Linked DNA regions of Mus musculus: regions 2 and 3 are each linked to region 1. A link is a contact called in public Hi-C and targeted proximity ligation data. All regions are on one chromosome and are shown on one strand. The core of a region is the stretch at or near the end of the contact, and the rest is flanking DNA. Distances in the headings are between cores, read along the strand shown.

Region 1 (2,786 bases), core at 52-2,551:
TCATCCCCCACTCCACCCCACCCCACCCTGCAGGACCGGGTTTCTCTGTGTAACCTTGGCTGTTCTGGAACTCCCTCTGTAGACTAGGCTAGCCTGGAATTCAAAGACTGGCTTGGTGTATGTCCCTGAGGGAATCCTCACTTTTGTCTAAATGTCTGAATTTGGGAAAAGGAATTTCTTGGGGACCTGACAGAATTTTTAAAAAGAGAGAAATGGGTGTGTGTGTGTGTGTGCCTTCAATCCCAGATTTTAGAAGCACAGGCAGATGCATCTCTGATTTCAAGGATAGCCTGGTCTACAGAGCGTTCCAGGACAGCCAGGCTACACAGAGAAACTTTGTCTCGGAAAAAACAAAAAACAAAAAAAGGAAAGAACAAGGAAGAAGAAAGAAAAAAAAAAGTGGAAACAAATAGTGCCTTTTTAGGGAGTTGTTAACAATAATGGATAAGATAAGCGGCTAGGAGGAGTGGGGAGAGGGGTTTTGTGGAGGCAAACTGGGAGGAATAACATTTGAAATGTAAATAGATGCCTGGCAGTGGTGGTGCACGCCTTTAACGCCAGCACTTGGGAGGCAGAGGCAGGCTTTAGAGGCCAGCCTGGTCTACAGAGTGAGTTCTAGGACAGCCAGGGATACACAGAGAAACCCTGTCTCGAAAAACATACAAACAGAAATGTAAATAGATAAAATAACAAATAAGCAAATGAAAAAAGATAAAGGACTAAAGCAAGTTTCATAGGGCTGGGCGTGATGATGTATGCACGCCTTAAATTCCATCATAGAGAGGCAGAGGCAGGAGGATCCTATGAGTTCAAGGCCAGCCTGGACTACAGTGTGAGTTTCAGAACCGCCAAATACAGAAAAGCTTGTCTCCAAAAAAAAAAAAAAAAAAGTTTTATAAAAGTGCAAATGTGCATTTGTTGCCAAAAGATAGACTGCAAAATTCGCACTGACTTTACTCCTCTGATAAGCTTGTCTACAAATTGGGTGAGTCACTGTTCCTTTAAATTCTTCCCAATCACCTAAAAAAAAAAAAAAAAAGTTGGACAAATCGGCACATGCGCACTCTTCCTGGCCCGGACTGTCGCCCTACGGTTGCAGCCTTTCCGCAGCTTGAAGCAAGGAGGTTAAAGGTCCTCCCACTCAGAATTTACGCGCAAGCGTAAACTACGATTGGGAGCATTTCATCTCGCAAAGAGCCCAGTCCCTTTTTCGCTCTTCAAGGCTCCGCCTCCCGCGGCCAATCAGTGGGCCTCGCCCTTCGCAATGACCAATGGCAGCGAGCGTGGGGGCGTGGTTGGGCGTCCGGGGGCGCGGCCTGGCGCTGAGAGAAGCGGCGGGGCGAACCGGGGGCTCTAGTGAACAGCACAGCCGGACCGAGATCGCCGGCTGTCGGCCAGCGGAAGCGGCTCGGGCCCGGCGGTCCCCGAGATGTCACGATGGCTGTGGCCATGGTCGAACTGTGTGAAAGAGCGTGTCTGCCGCTACTTGCTACAGCACTACTTGGGTCACTTCTTTCAGGAGCACCTCAGCCTGGACCAGCTCAGCCTGGATCTGTACAAGGGCAGCGTTGCCCTGCGGGATATTCACCTGGAAACCTGGGTGAGGAGGCAGGGCAGAGGTGGGATGGTGTGGAGAGAGGGAGCACGGGCCAGCGAAGGGTCCTCGCGGAAGGTTTGGGCTGGAGGACAGGCACCGTGTTTGGAGAGGCCAGTGGGTCTCGACCGCCTCCGCCAGGCCCCCTGGCTGGCCCGTCACCACTTAACCAGAAGCTAGGAGAGAAGTCTCTGTCTTCACCTCTCTAGGAGAGACAGACTAGGAAGTGAGGTGTTACTTTAAAAAAAAAAATGTCACCATCATCATACGGAGTTTGGGAGAGCTGCTTGGGGAAGGGGATTCCCGGGAGCTAGGGGAGCAGAGAGATGTTGTGGGGAGCCAGGCAGTAACAAGAGCTGGAACTAGGGTAGTCAGGGAGGCTTTGGGGGTGTTAAGAGCCCTGCCAGGGGCACCTGTAGAAAGATGTGTCCTGACCTCCTCACCCCATGATCCTGGGCATAAGGGGTGGAGATCGCCCCCGGATGTGGATGTCAACAACAGCGTCACTGCCTTCTGTGTTGATCCACACCTCGTGTGACTGTTGCTGCTCTCTACTTCCTGCTTTTGGGAGAGTGGGAGGGGCCTAGCTTGGGTTTAGGGAAGGACTTGGTCTCTGGCATCTCTACCTGGAGGGCAGCCCTCCAGGAGAGGTGTAGAGGTTTAGCTTCAGGCTAGCTGGGGTGGGGGATGGGAGGAGAAGCTGGGCCTGATGCTCAGGAGGTCTGAGGCCTAGGGTATGGAGTTGAGCAGGAGGCTGGGGGTGGCAGGTGAGGGGCATTGACTCACAGCTGATGGCTGGGAGTAGCCAAGGAGCCACCAATTAGAGGCTCCAGCTAAGGGCTGGTATGGGGTCATCCTAGCTCCAAGAGCAGTAGAATGGGCATGTGGCAGGGCTGGCCTCTTTCTCTTTTCTAGCTGGCCTATGGGTCTGCAGCTTCACTTAGAAAGAGCTAGAGGTGAGCCATGCCTTTGGGAACAAATATGGGTTGAAGAGATGGTGGCATCTTCTAATGGCCTGGTATAAGAGGTGTCTGACCTTCGCCTCTTAAACCGCTCAGAAAAATATCCAACATCTGGGTGTTCCCTTTTTTTTTTTTTTTGCTTTCAGCCAGAATGCCTTCTCAGTCCACTCTCTTGTTTCTTTTTTTTTTGGGAGGGGGGGCTGTCCAGGGCCCTGGCTGTTTTCTAGCCT
Region 2 (2,797 bases), core at 203-2,702, 750 kb after region 1:
AAACTCACAGTGCTTGCCATTGCCTTCCAAATTCTGGGACCAGAGGCATGTGTACTACCATCCTGGCTAAAAAGTTTCTTCAAATATTGTTTAAAATTATATTATTTTGTGTTTATGAGTGTTTTCTGTATGTATGTCCACCACATGCCTGTCTGGTGTCTCCAACGGGTCAGAAGAGGGTCTCCATAATTTACCATGTGAATGCTGGGAATCAAAACTGGATCCTAGCCGGGCGTGGTGACACATGCCTTTAATCCCAGCACTTGAGAGGCAGAGGCAGGCTAATTTCTGAGTTCAAGGCCAGCCTGGTCTACAGAGTGAGTTCCAGGACAGCCAGGACTACATAGAGAAACCCTGTCTCGAAAAACCAAGAAAAACCAATAAATAAATAAATAAATAAAAGCCAGGCATGGTGGCGCACGCCTTTAGTCCCAGCACTCAGGAGGCAGAGGCAGGTGGATTTCTGAGTTCGAGGAGGCCAGCCTGGTCTACAGAGTGAGTTTCAGGACAGCCTGGGCTATACAGAGAAACCCTGTCTCAGAAGAAAAAAAAAAAAAAACTGGATCCTCTGTGAGAGTGGCAAGTACATGGAGGCTGTGCCTGAACTCTATAGACATGCCGGAGATTGACTATGGAGGCTTACCTGGGTCACATAGGAAAACTCCATCTCAAAGGAAAAGGCAGATTCCCATGTCCCCACTTCATTGAATGCTGGAGGACCAGCATCCAGATTCAAGCCCAGAAATCTACATCTTTGTACTCAACCTCCTCTTTCCCAGCGTATGCACAGCGAAGCCTGACAACACGCCAGAGCTATGGAAAGAGCAGACCAGAGCTCAGATTCCCGAACTGTCGTTTAACTTAATCTCGGAGCTCAGTTCTTAGCTATTGGTATACTAAGTGCCTAGCATTGAAGGAGAATGTTGTCTGGGACTTGACACATAATGCAGAGACAACTATCTCAAGACGCAAGGTGGGCTCTCAGGAGAAAAACCACTGAACATGGACAAATTCTGGGGCTCAACTCACCGCTGCCCTGTGGCGGCTGTGAGAAGTCGGATGGAAAGGCTATGCGGCCACAGCCGGCATAGGCGCAGGGGCAGCTGGAGCAACAGGGACGGCATGACGACGACGGGCAGGCAGCTAGGAAAGGGAGGCCCCCAAAAGTCCATTGGGTCTCAATCGGGCCGGACTTCGGGGATCGTGGCAGAAAGAAGGAACCTGCCTCAGTTTCCCACAAAGGCAAATTCGAGGAAGGCCTCTTTACTAAGAACCAGACAAGGGGTGCTCTAGGCCTTCCAGCATCACCCTCCAAGTCTGGACCACCCGCTAGGCACTTGGGACACCCCTTCTCACCCAAAGCATTAGGGGGCGTGCGAAGGAGGAGACACAGCCAAGCCCCGCCCCTGCCCCACTCACAGGCTCCTTGGTCGCCGCCATTTCCTGCGCCTATGAAGGCCCCGCCCCTGATCCCTCATTGGGGGTAGACGCTCAGGCCACGCTTATTGGGCGAGATGAGGATAATGTGCATCAAAGGACCCGCCCCCACATGCTCATTGGCCTAGGACGCCGGGGCCCGCGAAGCGGAAGCATTGGGACAGCTGAAAAAGGTACCAGTGTCAAACCGAAGAGGCGGGGGTAGGGGCAGAGCTTGACCTCCAGGAAGGTCTTGTGCTCCACCCTCTCTTTTAGCTGCGAGGTACGGGTTCTGCAGAGATGTCTTCACCCCGTCGTGACCCGCATTCCGCAGCCAAGAGGAACACAGAGGTCGCACCTTGGGGCTTTTTTGTTTTGTTCCCTTTATGCCACAGTGCTCAGCCCCTCTCATCCATCCCGGGTTCTCTCAGAGGACCCCGGACTCCTAGGAAAGCAGCAGAAGCTAACGGAATACAAGAATAAAGTCCTTTATTGTCTTCAGAGCTGCAGTGATAGGGCTGGGGCGCTAGGGTGACTCAGGTGGGACTTCCCAACACCTGACTGTAGAGGTGGATGGCGATTGTAGAGGAGGATGGCGCCTTTGGCCGAGGGGCAGAGTTGTGCCCACATCTCCGTCTCCTGCAGTCTCTGTACCCTCTGTGGGAAATCAATGAGACCCAGACATCAGGCCTCCCTTCGTCCAGGGACACCCTGTGCCTGGAGTTGCCATACTTTAGAACTCCTAGACTGTCCCTGTCCCTGGGCTTTTCCTTTAGGAAGGAGCCAAGCTCTGTGCCTCAGGAAACTCTGGGAGACCCAGAGGCCTCTACCTCACCTAGATATCCCTAACCCCATAACCAGACACCTAGAAGGTCTCAACTCCACACCTGTGTCTCCACAAAGATGATTCCTGTAGACTCGTGGGCCTCAGGTCCCCCACTCAGGTAATAACTCCTGACCTCCTCTGAAGTCAAGCTGCACCTAGACAAAAACATGAAGGTGTCTTGGTAGATATCCACACCTTATAGGACGGACCCCTGCAAAACGCCAGTTGCCTTAAACCCACTCCTTCCCTGGCCATCTCACCCAGGATCCTGTGCCCGGGAACCCACTCACTGGACATAGAACTCTGCACTGGCTCTGCCCGCGCTGGTCTCATTGCAAGCGATTCCCAACAACAGTGGCTGGCTCAAGGTGTGCAGTGGCAGGTTCACCTGTGGTGGGGAGTCCTACCTGTCAGGCTGACTTCTCAGTAGCCTGGCTGGTTGGTTGGTTTGGTTTGGTGTTTCTGTTTGTTTTTGTTTCAAGACAGGGCCTTGTGTAGCCTAGGCTATCCTTAAACTTAATATTTAGCAAAGATAACTCTGAATTTCTGATCCTT
Region 3 (2,700 bases), core at 38-2,537, 830 kb before region 1:
TGGAAAGGAGTTACAGTTGTGAGCCTCCATGTGGGTGCTGGGAACCCAACCGAAATCCTCTGGAAGAGCAGCCAGTGCTCTTATCCTCTGAGCTGTCTCTCCAGCCCCAGCCTGATCCACACTCTGCCACTTTTGACCCTCATCCTTGTCAGAAGTATGAATGGATTCAAATTGGATTCTATCTATCTATCTATCTATCTATCTATCTATCTATCTATCTATCTATCTATCTAAGAAAGAGTCTAATGTAGCCCAGGCTAGCTTTGAACTTGCTATACAGACAAGGATAAACTTCAACTTCTGATCCTCCTGCCTCCACCTCCCTAGCGTGGAGATTACAGTGCTCGCCACTGTGCCTGGTTTATTTGGTGCTGGACCCTTAACTCAAGGCTTCTTGCATCCCAGGCACGCACCCTGCCTCCTGAAACGTGCTCCCGGTGCAAGGGTAGATTTCTTAGACTTTTACACTTATTTATCTATTTGTGGATAGGCTGGGGTGTGTGGTCTGGGATGCATGTGACCACTGGGAGGATAACTTATAGTCAGTTCTCCCCTTCTGCCGTGTGAGTCTCAGCTGTCAAGCTTAGGTTGACGTTATGTTTCGTGGCTCCTTTACCCGCTGAGGTGTCTTGCCAGCCTCTAGGGTAAATTTTGAGAGAGTGAGTTGGTAATGACATCAGTTTGGAAACAGCTGGTATCCTGCTGAGATCTCAAACCTGAAGCTACTAAACTGTCTTCTTTCCCTCTTCCTGTCCTCCTCCTCTTCCTCCTCCTCCTCCTCCTCCTCCTTTTTTATGTTTGTTTTTTTTTTCAAGACATGATTTCACTGTGTAACTCTTATTCGCGTTCTCACGACCGGCCAGGAAAGAACACAACAAACCAGAATCTTCTGCGGCAAAACTTTATTGCTTACATCTTCAGGAGCCAGGAGCGCAAACCCCCAGCCCCAAAAGCGAAAGCCACCCCAATCTTACATCTTTAGGAGCCAGAGCTCCGGCGCGCCAAAGCGCAGAGCGCGCTCTATTGTTTACATCTTTAGGAGCCAGAGCGCCGGGCGCGCAGAGCAAGAGAGAATGGCCGAAACCCCGTCCCCTTTAAGGAGGAGTTATCCTTCGCTTAGGACGCATCACTCCCTGATTGGCTGCAGCCCATGGCCGAGCTGACGTTCACGGGAAAGGCAGAGTACAAGTAGTCGTAAAATACCCTTGGCACATGCGCAGATTATTTGTTTACCACTTAGAACACAGGATGTCAGCGCCATCTTGTGACGGCGAATGTGGGGGCGGCTCCCAACATGTAACCTTGACTGGACTGGAACTCACTCTGTAGACCAGGCTGGCTTCAAACTCAAAGATCCACCTGCCCCTGCTGGGTGCTGGGACTAAAGGCCTGCACCACACGCCTGACTGGTGAATTGTCTTCTAATTCTAAATCTGGTACTAAGTGCTCTAAGAAAGCTCAAGAGGCTCACTGGTGTTGTGGTGGCCCAGGGCGTCAGTAGTGCCGTGACCTCCAGCAAGCGTATGGCCTGGCAGTGGAGACTGACTAACCCTAAGGTAAAAAAACGGATCCTGTGAGGGGAGCCCCCATAGAATGGGTCTGCGTGTGCCAGAGGGAAGAAAATCAGAGCCATCGAAACATAGGGGCTACCATTTGCTGAAGTTGGGGTCGATCTGGAAAGGTGTCCCAGAAAACACAGGCAGCACCCACAGATAAGAACAGCTTTTGTAGTTTAAACTCTTTAAATGTGTAAGGATGTTTTGCTTGCGTGTATGTCCGTGCCCCACATGCCCAGAGAGTCCAGAAGAGGGCGCTGGTCACTGAAACTGAAGTTACAGATCGTTATGAGCCGCTATGTGGGACCTGGAAGCTGAACCCTCTGTGGTACACTCTCCCATCTGTGGTACACTCTCCCATCTGTGGTACACTCTCCCATCTGTGGTACACTCTCCCATCTGTGGTACACTCTCCCATCTGTGGTACACTCTCCCATCTGCTGAGCATCTCTTCCTGCTGGAGTAGCTTTATCTTGCTGGAGTAGCTTTATCCAGCACCTGGAGGAGCCAGTCATGCCCACTCCTCCTTTACCACCGTTCTCCTCCCATCCCTTTACAATAGGAGAGCAGGAGTTTGGAGTAGAGGGTGAGGATAGGAAGGACGCTTCCCTCTGTGCTCGATGGTAGGGGCTCCACTGGCCAGGAGAGCAGCAACTGTGTTGTTCTAAATCAAGTTCAGAGAGGCGAACACAAAGTAAGAGTGAGTCAAGCTCAGAGATCTGACGGTGACGTAAAACCAGTCACTTTATTTTAAATCACTCATTCATTTGTTCTATTTATTTTTATTGTTATTGTGTGTGCATGATAGGAAGGGGGTGGCTACTGCCACAGCATGTATGTGGGGTCAGAAGTCAACTTTGTTCTCTCTTGCCACTTTCATGTGGGTTCTGGGAATTGAACTCATGTCATCCGGCTTGCACAGAGAGCACTTTCCCCATTGAGTCACCTCACTATCCCCTATTTTATGTTTTAGGGGGGTCACCTCCACTATCTTACTCTGCAGCTCAGGCTAGCCTCAAATTTTCTTAAAGGTGTGTGCCTTCATGCCAGGCTAGCAGAGATTTCTTTAGTGACTTTAGAAGACTCCAACACTGGCTGCTAATGGGAAGTCAGATGGGGGTGGGTCCAGAGAAGACACTCGTCA

What was found. A called contact is a pair of places that touch in the nucleus more often than the background predicts.
Region 2: a targeted proximity ligation map of pancreatic cancer cells shows a contact between it and region 1. A contact is called at or near these places in 1 of 39 promoter capture datasets (embryonic stem cells) and 6 of 130 datasets of targeted methods (bone marrow-derived macrophages, extraembryonic endoderm stem cells, large pre-B cells and 3 more).
Region 3: a Hi-C map of B cells shows a contact between it and region 1, with 15 read pairs. A contact is called at or near these places in 4 of 39 promoter capture datasets (cranial neural crest, liver and pre-B cells), 1 of 484 Hi-C or Micro-C datasets (B cells), 2 of 130 datasets of targeted methods (large pre-B cells and microglia) and 1 of 9 other capture datasets (adipose tissue).

Annotation. Positions count from the first base shown.
Region 1 is chr19:6,240,367-6,243,152 of GRCm38.p6, forward strand. It overlaps Atg2a (autophagy related 2A), which reads left to right and starts at 1,302. Exons shown (of 40, transcript NM_194348.3): 1 at 1,302-1,600. The coding sequence starts at 1,430.
Region 2 is chr19:6,991,130-6,993,926 of GRCm38.p6, forward strand. Dnajc4 (DnaJ heat shock protein family (Hsp40) member C4) reads right to left here and starts at 1,453. Exons shown (of 7, transcript NM_001357001.1): 1 at 1,420-1,453; 2 at 1,030-1,143. The coding sequence starts at 1,124. It overlaps Nudt22 (nudix (nucleoside diphosphate linked moiety X)-type motif 22), which reads right to left. Exons shown (of 6, transcript NM_026675.2): 4 at 2,533-2,630; 5 at 2,304-2,397; 6 at 1,890-2,073. The coding sequence ends at 1,915. Gm35838 (a long non-coding RNA gene) reads left to right here and starts at 1,328. Exons shown (of 2, transcript XR_386530.2): 1 at 1,328-1,610; 2 at 1,693-1,917.
Region 3 is chr19:5,405,528-5,408,227 of GRCm38.p6, forward strand. 4930481A15Rik (RIKEN cDNA 4930481A15 gene) reads left to right here and starts at 1,288. Exons shown (of 4, transcript NR_027938.2): 1 at 1,288-1,556.